Regions from separate parts of the Ovis aries genome. Here region 1 is linked to region 2. The links are chromatin contacts, called in public Hi-C maps. All regions are on one chromosome and are shown on one strand. The core of a region is the stretch at or near the end of the contact, and the rest is flanking DNA. Distances in the headings are between cores, read along the strand shown.

Region 1 (5,510 bases), core at 2,254-4,753, 160 kb after region 2:
GCAAGAGACATCTCTGAGTGTGTTGTTAGCCCATTCTAGGGCATTTCTTAACACTGGCACAAACCTCAAGGTCTCATTCATCTGCTCTCCAGATTTTTGGCCTGAAACGCACAATATTTTGCCTTTCAGTGTGTGGTTTACTTTCCAATATCATGCAGACATCTCAACACATCAGAAACAGAAGTGCAAGCAGCAAGAATACTTTCCCCCAAAGGTATTCATGCAATTCTCATCAGTGTCCTGCAACAAATCAAGCCACCAGCCTCAACTCTCCCCCAGTGAGTCCTCTCTCTTGTTGCATTTCCTCATCGGGCAGTTTGGAGTTGTGAAACCCGAAGAGTGGCACAGCAGGGAGGCAGTGGAGTCGTGAGAGGGAGCCTAGCTATCCTGGGTCCCAGTACCAGTGCCCTCAACACTTGGGAGCAGGGTGGCCCAGAACTGCCAGTGAAGTTTTTGCGGTCTCCATTTTCTCAACTGGAAAACTGAGCTCATCCCACTGGCTTCACAGAGATGTTGGGACTAAGATAGGTACTATCTATAAAGCACCTGATATATACGATAATCATGTTATATGCTGTATATATATTATATAAAAAGGGTTTTTAAAGCTTACAGTAAGTTCTCCTTCAGTTAGCCTGTCATCACAAGAAAGAATCAAAAATGATGACAGTAACAAATATCTTCACCCTAAAAGAGGAAATATTTGAAAGAAGAGGAAAACCATGTGCCTTGAGCATGCTGCCGCGTGGACCTGAGCTGCAGTGCCTGAAGTCTGCCATTTTCATAGGGCCAAGAATCCCAGTGGGATAAAGAATCCTTATAACAATGTCATGAAATCATCTTTTTTTTTTTTTTTCTGGCCACATTGTACAGCATTTAGGGTTTTAGTTCCGTGACCAGGGATGGAACCCGTGCCCAACCGTGGAGTCTTCACCATGAGATCATCATTTCATGTGCTATCAACGTCTGGGCTAAGGACTATAGCTGGTAGAGTGGGAAAAATAAAAGACATTGCTTCCCCACCCTGGTGACCCCTGTTCACTCTCTCAGTTTCCCTTCCGGACAAAGGGGTCAACTCAGGGCACTCAATGAACTGCAGTGGAACTTTTCTGTTATAGTTAGCATGAGAATAAGCACTCTCATTTTAGTTAGTATCTCAAGGTTGCATCTAAGCTCCACTATAAATTACTTTTTAAAAAAAGACAGGCAAACTTACTTTCTCAAGTCTTCAGTTGCAAATCCAGTGCACAATTTTTTAGGTCAACCAGACTTAATGATTTCTGAAAAGGAGCTGGGCTCTTTCTCTGGAGGTTAAAGCAACCTATGCTTTAATTACACCACGACCTTACTTTAAGCATCTCATGCAGAAAACGTAAAGTCAATGAAATATTGCACTGACTTAAGACTTAATCCAGGAGTGGACTCCAAGGGGAGCATTAGGTGTAGGGCAGTAGATCTAAGACTGAGAAGGAGGCAGCTTGAGGATGGACCTACCTCCATTGATATTGGGATCGATGTTCCCCAGGACTTAGATGAGTTTCTCTCCACACCAACTGTCGAATCCATGCCCACTGCTTTCAAGGACCCTCCCAGCCTACTGCCCACCACCCAACACCCTCGTGTCAAGGACACAAATCTTGACTTTGCCACTGCTATAGAATGGGCAGAAAAGGGTCTTTGAAGGGAGTCTGGGACCTGCCTCATTATAAATCCGAACAGCACCAAACTTTTCTTTAGTGTCTCTCTTCCCCTTTAAAACACACCCTCGCACAGGGAACCAGAGTGTCTGTAGGATGAATTCCCAAGCCATAGCAACTGCAGTGCCCTGGGATCTAAGAGATCTTGGTTGGCCAGGCATTAAGCCCTTTTCGGGAAGGAGACAGCAAGCCTGCCTCTCCTTGACACGGCCTTGCCATGAAAATAGGCTCTTGTTTTTTTGTTTTTGTTCGGTTTTTAGCTAAGAATCTCCATCCACCCGGCAGACACAGAAAGATAAGCACGGAAGCTTATGGTGGCTCGTGGGTTTGATCTCAAATCAATTTTCTTCTTCCACCTAATTCATCCCATCCCCCCGCCAATATTTGGAAAGGCGGGGACGGGATGTGGGGAAGTTGGGGACAAGTTTTGGGTCGAAGGTGCTTTCAGGCTTTGGCAAGATAAATGATGGAGAGAACTAGCTACAGGGCACGCCCTGGAGCTGAATGCAGACCGGGTGCAGAAGAAGGAAGCTGCTCCACCCTCCATGCTCACCTGCCCGGCCACAGGTAAGCGAGGGATGGGGAAAAACGGGGGGAAATTCAGCTTCCTTTATGGTGGGCTCTCCCCTTCCCCCACTCAAGTGTCAGCGCGCTGGCCGCCTGGCTGGGAGCCGGCGCTTTGGGGGCGCCTGAGAGTGGGTCTCGGGGCTCCTTTTTGGGCGTGCCGAAACCGGGACCCACCCAGTCAAGGCGGAGAGAAGGGGGAAGGGGAGCAGGCGCCCGCTCCTAAGGGAGGCGCCGAGGCACCCGGCGTTCCGGGGGGCCGGCGCGCCCGGGTCCCGCGCTCTCCCACCGCAGCAGCATCCCGGCATGACACTGCAGCTGCAACAAAGCGGCGGCCGCCGCCAGCCTCGGCTCCCCGGGCCCACACCCCGCGGAGGGGCTAGCGGCTGGGGGCCCTGCGGGTGCGCCGAGGGGGGGTGGGGGCCCCGGAGGGGCGGAGGAGGTGAAGAAACCCTGAAATGCGCAGGAAGCCGAGTGGCCATCTCCAGCGCCTCTCCCGGTGCAGCCAGACTGCAAGGAAAACAATTCGCCTTCATTCCGGAGTCGGGCTGAGCTCTGCGGCTCCCTCAAAATGACCCGATCCAAGCCCTCGGGTCTGTTGCCTGCCCTCGCTCGCAACCTGCCCCCTCTGCACCCAGCACCCGCGCCGGCCCCGGCCCCGCGACCCGCCCCGCTCCCCGAGCGCGGCGTCCTCGGCTCCAGCGCCGCCGCCGCCCGCGACTCCCGTCTACCCCACCCGGAGCGCTCACCAGGAGAAGGGAGCCCGCGATCATCGTGGCTCCGGCGATGCGGCTGCAGGAGGCCGGGGCGGTGCTGCTGCTCGTGAAGGTCCCCATGGCTGAGCCCGGGGCTCGCAGGGCGCCCGGGGCGCGTGGCCCCCCGGCAGCTTGAATCGGCGGCTGCTTCTGCCCAGCGCCGCATCCACCGCCGCCTCCCGAGCCGGGAGCCCATCTACCTCCAACACCCCATGTGCACTGCGGCAGCCGGACGGCCGGACACAGGAGGGAGGCGGCGAGCGAAGCTCCGGGGGCGCTTAGCACCTGCCCAGCTGCGCGGCTGTCCGGACGGGGAGAAGCAGCCGCTGCTGCAACCCGCACCTCCCTGTGCTCTCCTCCGACAGCGGCTGCGGAGAACAAGGGAGGAGGGCTGGGCGCGAGAGAACGAAGGAACAACTTCCCATAGCGAAGCCTCCGGCCGCTGCCAACCACCGTCCTCCGCTGCCCTGACCGGCCGGCGAGGGACTGAGTCTTGTGGCCGCCGAGCGCAGGGAAACACGTGGTGGCGCCGAAGGGGCGGGGAATCGGCCCTTTGTGATGTCATCGCGAAGGAGGCCGGGCTCTTTGTGCGAGCAGAACTGAGAAGGCGGTCCAGAGCAAGCAAGGAGGTGCAGGATGCCCCCTGCCGTTCGCTGAAGAACTTGCAGCTGCTTTCTGATCCAAGGAAAACGCTCTGAAGGTATGCACTCCCTTGACCCAAATTTCCCTCTTTACTAAGATGATTCTCAGTAAGTTATTTTCTGTGACAGACGCCTTTCTATTGTTTCTGGCTCGATGAGTAAGATCAGAGAAAAAGCAAAAAGCATTTAGATCAACGGTGTGCCATAAAGAGACCAGTGAGTTGGTTCCCAAACTTAGCTGCACTTTAGAATCACCTGGAATGTTTAAAACAAACTTTGATGCCTGCTCCCACCCTAGAGATTCTGCTTGAATCGGAATAGAATGTGGTCTGGGTGTTTGGATGTTTTTTTTCACTTCTCCAGGTGATTTGGGGAGATTTTGGAACAAAATTTGAAATCCTCTGGGTTAATAAATGCAATTAAGGAAGTCCAGACTAAAGAATTCCAAACCTGGAGTCCACGGAAGTTGGATCCATAGATGCTCTTCCAGAGGGCTTGGAAACCCCTGAAATATGTGGGCAGGTGCATTTTCCTAAATAAAAGATCCAGAGCTCTGAATCAATTTATCACAGAGATAAGAAACACTCTCCCTCCAAAAACATATTAAACATTTTTGAGTTGGGTTCCAAATGCCTTTGTGGGAGGTGGGTGGGTAGAAAGGGAGGTAACATAGTGCCTCGGAAGTAAGAGCACAGAGCATTCCTGGGCATAGTTGGCACCGCCTGCATTTCTGAATGTGAGTGAGGACCTGACAACCCTCTTGTTGTCTCACCTGGGGGGAGGCAGAGTCTCCTGGCAGCACCACCATTTCTGGTACAGTGTCCATCGTCTAGGTTCTGACAGCATGTGTGTGCTCAATTGCTCAATCATGTCTGACTCTTTTCAGCCCTGTGCACTACAGCTGGCCAGGCTCCCCTGTCCATGGAATTTTCCAGGCAAGGATACTGGAGTGAGTTGCCACGTCCTTCTCCAGGGGATCTTCCCCACCTAGGGATCGAACCCGCACCTCCTGCGTCTCCTGCGTTTACAAGCAGATTCTTTACCATTGAGTCTCTGCCAGCACAGGGCACACTATACTGAAACTGCCTCTTTGACCATCTGGTTCACACCACTCATTTGTGAACTCTATGGTGCTGGACCTCTCCTAGCTTCTGTGACCCCTTCTACTTAAAGATAATATAGTTTCTCGATTATCTGCTTCAAGAATCAATACAGTACCTCTGAAGGTAACCTACAAGGGAAAGGTGCCAACTATTTGTTTTCTTATTAAATATTGTGCTTTGGCCTTTGTACTATGCAGACTTGAAAGATGCTAAAAATTAATCTGAGGATTAATTCCAATCTGTTCTTTCAAACATCTGCCAGTAAAGAAAATGATTGTCCATAAATATTAGAGCTAATGTGTACCGTCTGGTGAAAATCAAAGTTCTAGGAAACATTACTACTAAATATGGAATTTGGGGGAGAGGATTATGGTTGCACTTGAATTTCTCAATCTAGTTCCAGAAAGAGGGAGATGCATTGTATCTCCATAGATAACAGCTTCATTTATTTCTTCAAAACTTCAAAATGACTAATCAGTACCATCATAAGTCTTGTTTATGGAATTCCCTGGTTGTCCAGTGGTTAGGACTCAGCACTATTATGCAGGGGCTTGGGTTCGATGCCTGGTAGGGGAAATAAGATCCCACAAGCTGCCTGACAAGGGAAAAAAAAAGTCTTGTTTAAAAGACGTTTGGGAACTTCCCTGGTGTGTTTGTTAAGAATCCACCTGCCAGTGCAGAAGATGAAGATTTGATCCCTGGTCCAGGAAGCTTCCATGTGCCTCAGAGCAACTATCCAGACTATAAGAC
Region 2 (5,327 bases), core at 1,961-4,460:
CACTGGTATTTACTGCTACTGATGATAAGTCCACAGTTCATTTCTTTTGCCTGAAGTTCAGGGCTCAGCACAGAGCTCAAAGCTGGGAGGCGGGGAGGCCTGTTTGTTTTGGAGCGATCTGTCCTCCAGGTGGTAAAACCTTCCCGGTCAGGAAACGAGCCTCAAAGCAATCGGGCCAAGGGACGCCCTCTGCCCGGAGCACAACAAAGGGCTCCACTGTGTAGTCTTATCCCGGATCAGAGAACCCCGGCATGTAGCCATACCCACACTGTGGCCTGACCTGACTCTGGGGATTAAGGTTCTGACTTACATCTCTGAGAAGTTGGGGGATTTTAGGTTTTAGAAGAAAACCAGTCATCTGAGAGCTGACTCTTCCACATCAAAAGCAGAGCTCTCAAAAGTGGTGCTCAAGTGTGACTTGATTTACACATTTGTAAGGAGTTTCCACTTCAATATCAAAGCAAATCTTTCCTGTGGGTTGGAGAATGTTTGACAAAAAGGTTACAGACCATTATCCATAGAGAACATTATGGGAAATTACCAAATACGAACATTTTAAACATTTCTGCTTGTCCCATCAATAGGTGCTTCCCAGTGTAATTTGAAACTGTTTTTCTATGCATTTCTCCCATAAACCCCTACAGGGGATGAACTTTTCTGTAGGAACCCACAGTAACCAGCCTCCAAGATGACCACCACCTGCTAGTCACTCCCTCTGTGGCCTCCTCCACAGTGAACCAGGACTGACTTGTGTGACCAATGAGATAAAGTCGAAACGACAGTATGTAATTTCAGAGGCCAGGTCAGAAAAATATCTTCCCTGTAGCTCAAAAGGTAAAGAATCTGCCTGCAGCGCAGGAGACCTGGATTCGATCCCTGGGTCGGGAAGATCCTCTAGAGAAGGGAATGGCAATCCACTCCAGTATTCTTGCCTAGAGAATCCCTTGGACAGAGACGCCTTGGTGGGCTATGGTCTGTGGAATTGTAAAGAGCCGGACACGACTGAGCAACTAACACTAGGTCAGAAAAGGCATTACAGCTTGACTCCTTGAATGGCCCCCTAAGCCACCATGCCATGGAGATACTCAGGCAGCTCTGCAGCGAGGCTCACGTGAAAAGCAGCTAGAGCATTCCACTCATGGCCAGGCAAGTGAGTAAGAAACCTTGGAAGTGGATCTTCACCCCCAGTGGAGCCTTCCAGTGACTATGGCCCTGCAACCTCATGAGAGACCCAGAGAAGCCAATCCTGAATCCCTGATCCACACTCGCTATAAGAGATAATACATGATTCTTGTTTTGAGCTATTAAGTTTGAGGCAATCTGTTACACAGCAAGAGATAACTAATACAAAAGTTATTCTAAAGTATCAGGATAAGATGGAAAAGACTACAGTCTGCTAAACCCACCAGACTGAAATCTCTTTAGATTGAGCCCTAAATCCTGATAAGTGCTATCCCATCTTGCCCAGCACCACACCAGTGATTTTTAGAGAATTATTGACTGAAATTGAAATTGGTGGCTCTAATGGTAAAGAACCCACTTGCCAATGTAGGAGACACAAGAGATGTGAGTTCAGTCCCGGGGTTGGGCAGACCCTCTGGAGAAGGAAACGGCACCCTACTCCAGTATCCTTGCCTGGAAAATTGCATGGACAGAGGAGCCCAGTGGGCTACAGTGCGTGGAGTCACAGAGAGTCAGACAAGACTGAGCAATGGAGCACACACACATTGACTGAAATTGGCACTGGGTTTTAGAATCCTAATAAAGTTCTAGTCTTTGCCTTCAAGAGACTTGTGGGCATTCTAAAGGAAGAATCTTCTGAGCATCGCCTCTGAGCATGATCTTACATTATAGGGTTCACTTTATCCTTATGTTCTGTAGATGATATATTGAATTTTCTACAGTTAAAGGTTGAAGGCTACTGATGAGATAGACATCAATTCCCTGGCATTTCTGGCTTGCTTTGCATGTGGCCAGAGTGGGTTCCTACCTCCAAAGAAAGACAGCTGGTGGTGGACACCCGTGCCTGAGGATGGATGCAAGTTGAACCAGTGAGTTCAGTAATGATATGGGTTGAGAGGATGTGGGTGCATTACCAAGTCAAGGCCTTGGCCACAGCAGAAAGACAGAGAATCATTACTACGAGATGGTTACTGACACTTAGGAACACAGTCCAAGCCCAGCTATCCAAATAAATCAAATACAGACTATAGCAAAGGCTTCTTAGGCCTAAACTTCCCAAATCACACTTTCTGGGGTAAAAAGAGGAAGCTTAGAGTCTAGGAATCCTTCTCCTCCTTGTCAGTCCTAACCACAGGCATGAGATTCACCAGGCTCACCCTGTTGGGACTGTAGTATCACCTTATTTTCTTGCTGCTGGCTGTCATTTGAGCAGTCCTACTATGGGCATCCTATCTAAGGGACAAGTCTATCATTTAAAAATTAACTCAACCTAGGGCTTTAAAAGAACCAAAGTAAAGACTTCCCTGGTGGTCCATTGGTTAAAACTCTGAGCTTCCAATGCAGGGGGTGTGGGTTGGATCCTTGCTCAGGAAACTAAAAGATCCCACATGTCACATGGTGTGGTCAGAAAATTAAAAGAAGAAGAAGAACCAAAGGAAAGGATAGTCTTCTTAAGAAAATCAGCAAGTTAAAGTAGGGGCCAGCACACAGTAGGTGCTCAACAAACATTAGGCTGGTTTCTTTCCAGCTCCTACCATCACATCCTTAGGACTGCCAGGCAGGAACAGAGCCATAGAGAGAATCTACATCTGCTCTCAGGGCCTGCTTGTATCTTAAAGAAAACACAGACAGTGACCCTTTATGTGGACACACTGTGTGTATAGTGATACTGTCTTCTCACTGGGAATCCCTCCCTCTTGGTGAAAGGTGTTGTTGGAAACCCTTTACCTTGAGACAGGTAAACAGGATAGATCATGCAGGAAGATCCATCATGGGGAACAAACCAGAACCTTGGACATAGATCTGAGGAACCAAGTGATTTCCTACTGGCCCAGTGGTTCCTTGATATTTCACACTTGAGGGTCACACTAGGAAAGACATTCCTTCAAAGTCCCCCAGCCTTTGCGCTTGGAGGCAGGGACTTCCATAAAGAAGAGCAGGGGCAGAAAACTCCAAGCGTGCTTCCCTCTCACCTTTGCCTCTCTGAGTTCAACCTCCAGAGGGCACTGATATTCAAAGGACTAAAGCCCAACACAGAGGCCAGGTTCTGTAGATCACCAGCTGTGCTCCCTACAGGAAAGGAAGAGCCCCAGTGGTTAATTCTCTGTGACTAATTGATATTGGTGAGATTGAAACAGAGGTTTTATTAGCACTTACCTGTCTTCCCCCAAATAATAGAAGGAAATCACAATGTCATAGTTTCATAGTCTTTTAGGGTCACTTACCTCCTCAGAGTTAGGTCCAGGCGTCTTGCCGGTTTCTCTGCAAAGAACCCAACATTTCCTGGTCACAATGAGTAACAACATCAGAAACTGGAAGAAACTTGTTGGGCCAGGAGCCAGTCCAGAGTATTTTGGGGCCACCAGGAGGCAGCAGTGATGCCTCAGGACTGTTAGTAAACGGGTATGGGTGTTTTAGAGTTTAGTGGCAGTGGTTTCAGACCCCTCCAGTGCCTCTCAGCAACTCTATGACTTTGGAGATGTCAGGCAACCACAAGCAGCCTTACCTGTAAATGGAAATGATCATCTCGTATTGTTTTGAAACTGAAAATGTTAGTCACTTCAGTTGTGTCCGACTCTTTGAGATCCCATGGACTGTAGCCCGCCAGGCTCCTTTGTCCATGGAATTCTCCAGGCAAGAGTACTGGAGTGGGGTGCCATTCCCTTCTCCATGGGATATTCCCAACCCAGGGATTAAAACCAGGCCTCCCATGTTGTGGGCTGATTCTTTATTGTCAAAGCCAATTTGGCGTGGAATAAATTCATTTGGACACATAAAAACCTAGCTCTATGCCTGGCACAGAGTAAGTGCTTCGTAAATACTAGTTCCTTTGACACCATCCTTCTCTCTGCTTTAATGATACCATATAGGATGGGTAATTCCTAAGTTTTCCAACAGAAGCATCAATCTCTTACTTGAACCTGACCTCTGTCTCCTTAAAAAATAAACTTTTTCATTTGTCTGGCATCCCTCAAACAACAAGGAAGAGTGAAGATGCTGTGTGCCCATCAGAAAGCCAACCATCCTAGAGGCCCTGGGGTGGTCTGTGGATTTGTTTGCTTGTTTTTAATAATATTTTTTAAAAATTTTATTGAGGTATAGTCAATTTGCAATGCTGTGTTAGTTTCAGGTGTATCAGGTGTATTCAGCCAAGTGAATCAGTTATACGTATATTTACTCTTTTTTTTTTTTTCAGATTCTACTCCCATATAGGCCATTACAGAGTATTGAGTAAAGTTCCTTGCACTATACAGCATGTTCTTATCATCTTCATTTTTTGTACTCTGACTTCTGTGGAGGTGAGGGGAGTGGGCAGAGTCCCCAGGACAGGTCAGTCTTTAGGGAATGAGACTGGAAGCTTACTTAGCAGAAAATTCTCCGATAACTTGAGGCTCCCTGTTTCCCACCCCTGACTTCAAGTGCCTTGTATGTCTCAAGGATGATACCAAAGTCAAGTTTCATGATGAACAGAGGAAGATCAGAAGCAAGTTCTGAGTAAATACACGTCCTTAGTACTCCAGACGCTCCCCAACGGGCCACCGAGCTGTTGCTGTGAAGCGGACTCGGTTCTAAGTCCCGAGACTCCTGGGCCCTTAACCTCAGTGAGATTTCTGCCCATCAGAGAAGACAAGCAGTAAGCAAGCAGTCATGGCATCGTGCAATAAGCTCTGTGCTTTTGGAGCCAAGGATCACACGTCCAGGACAGAACTGAAAGAGATGGAGATCTGGGCTAGATTGAAGATGACCCACAGCCTTCCCCACTTGTCATGTTCGCTGCCAGGATGACTCACCCAGGCTGAACCTTCTTTGAGTTCCCTGTTCCCGTTCTGTCATGTAACCTCTGTGCCTCGGCTTATTTGTCTTAAGGAAAGGCCAAAATCTAGACTTAAAATACTGAAGGTGTAGATCCACCAGAAACAAAACAGAGGGAAAATGTGAAGAAAATTCGACTTAAATGCTTTTAATGTGTTTTAAGAATTTATTGAGGATCTCATTACAGAACTGAAGCTGTCTTTTGAAAAGCTTCTCACTGAGGGTGGGAGAAGGAAGGACTGGGAGTTTCGGATTAGTAGATGCAAACTGTTAGTAGATGGATAAACAGCAAGGCCCTACTGTATAGCACAGGGAACTATATTGAATGTCCA

What was found. Hi-C and Micro-C count contacts between places; a contact is called where the count stands out from the background.
Region 1: a contact with region 2 is called in a Hi-C map of liver, with 5 times the contacts expected there. The contact joins the promoter of TNFRSF21 here to the enhancer-like site in region 2. A contact is called at or near these places in 7 of 16 Hi-C or Micro-C datasets (hypothalamus, liver, omental adipose tissue and 2 more).

The regions. Positions count from the first base shown.
Region 1 is chr20:20,412,033-20,417,542 of ARS-UI_Ramb_v3.0, forward strand. TNFRSF21 (TNF receptor superfamily member 21) reads right to left here and starts at 3,504. Exons shown (of 6, transcript XM_012100789.5): 1 at 3,011-3,504. The coding sequence starts at 3,097.
Region 2 is chr20:20,249,036-20,254,362 of ARS-UI_Ramb_v3.0, forward strand. No RefSeq gene overlaps it. Among named protein-coding and RNA genes, the nearest start is that of ADGRF1, 40 kb to the left of the region's middle. Within about 2 kb of position 3,211, at least 4 of the 54 cell types and tissues checked have an H3K27ac peak or open chromatin away from gene starts, as enhancers often do. A contact at or near this core is called in liver, where this site is marked.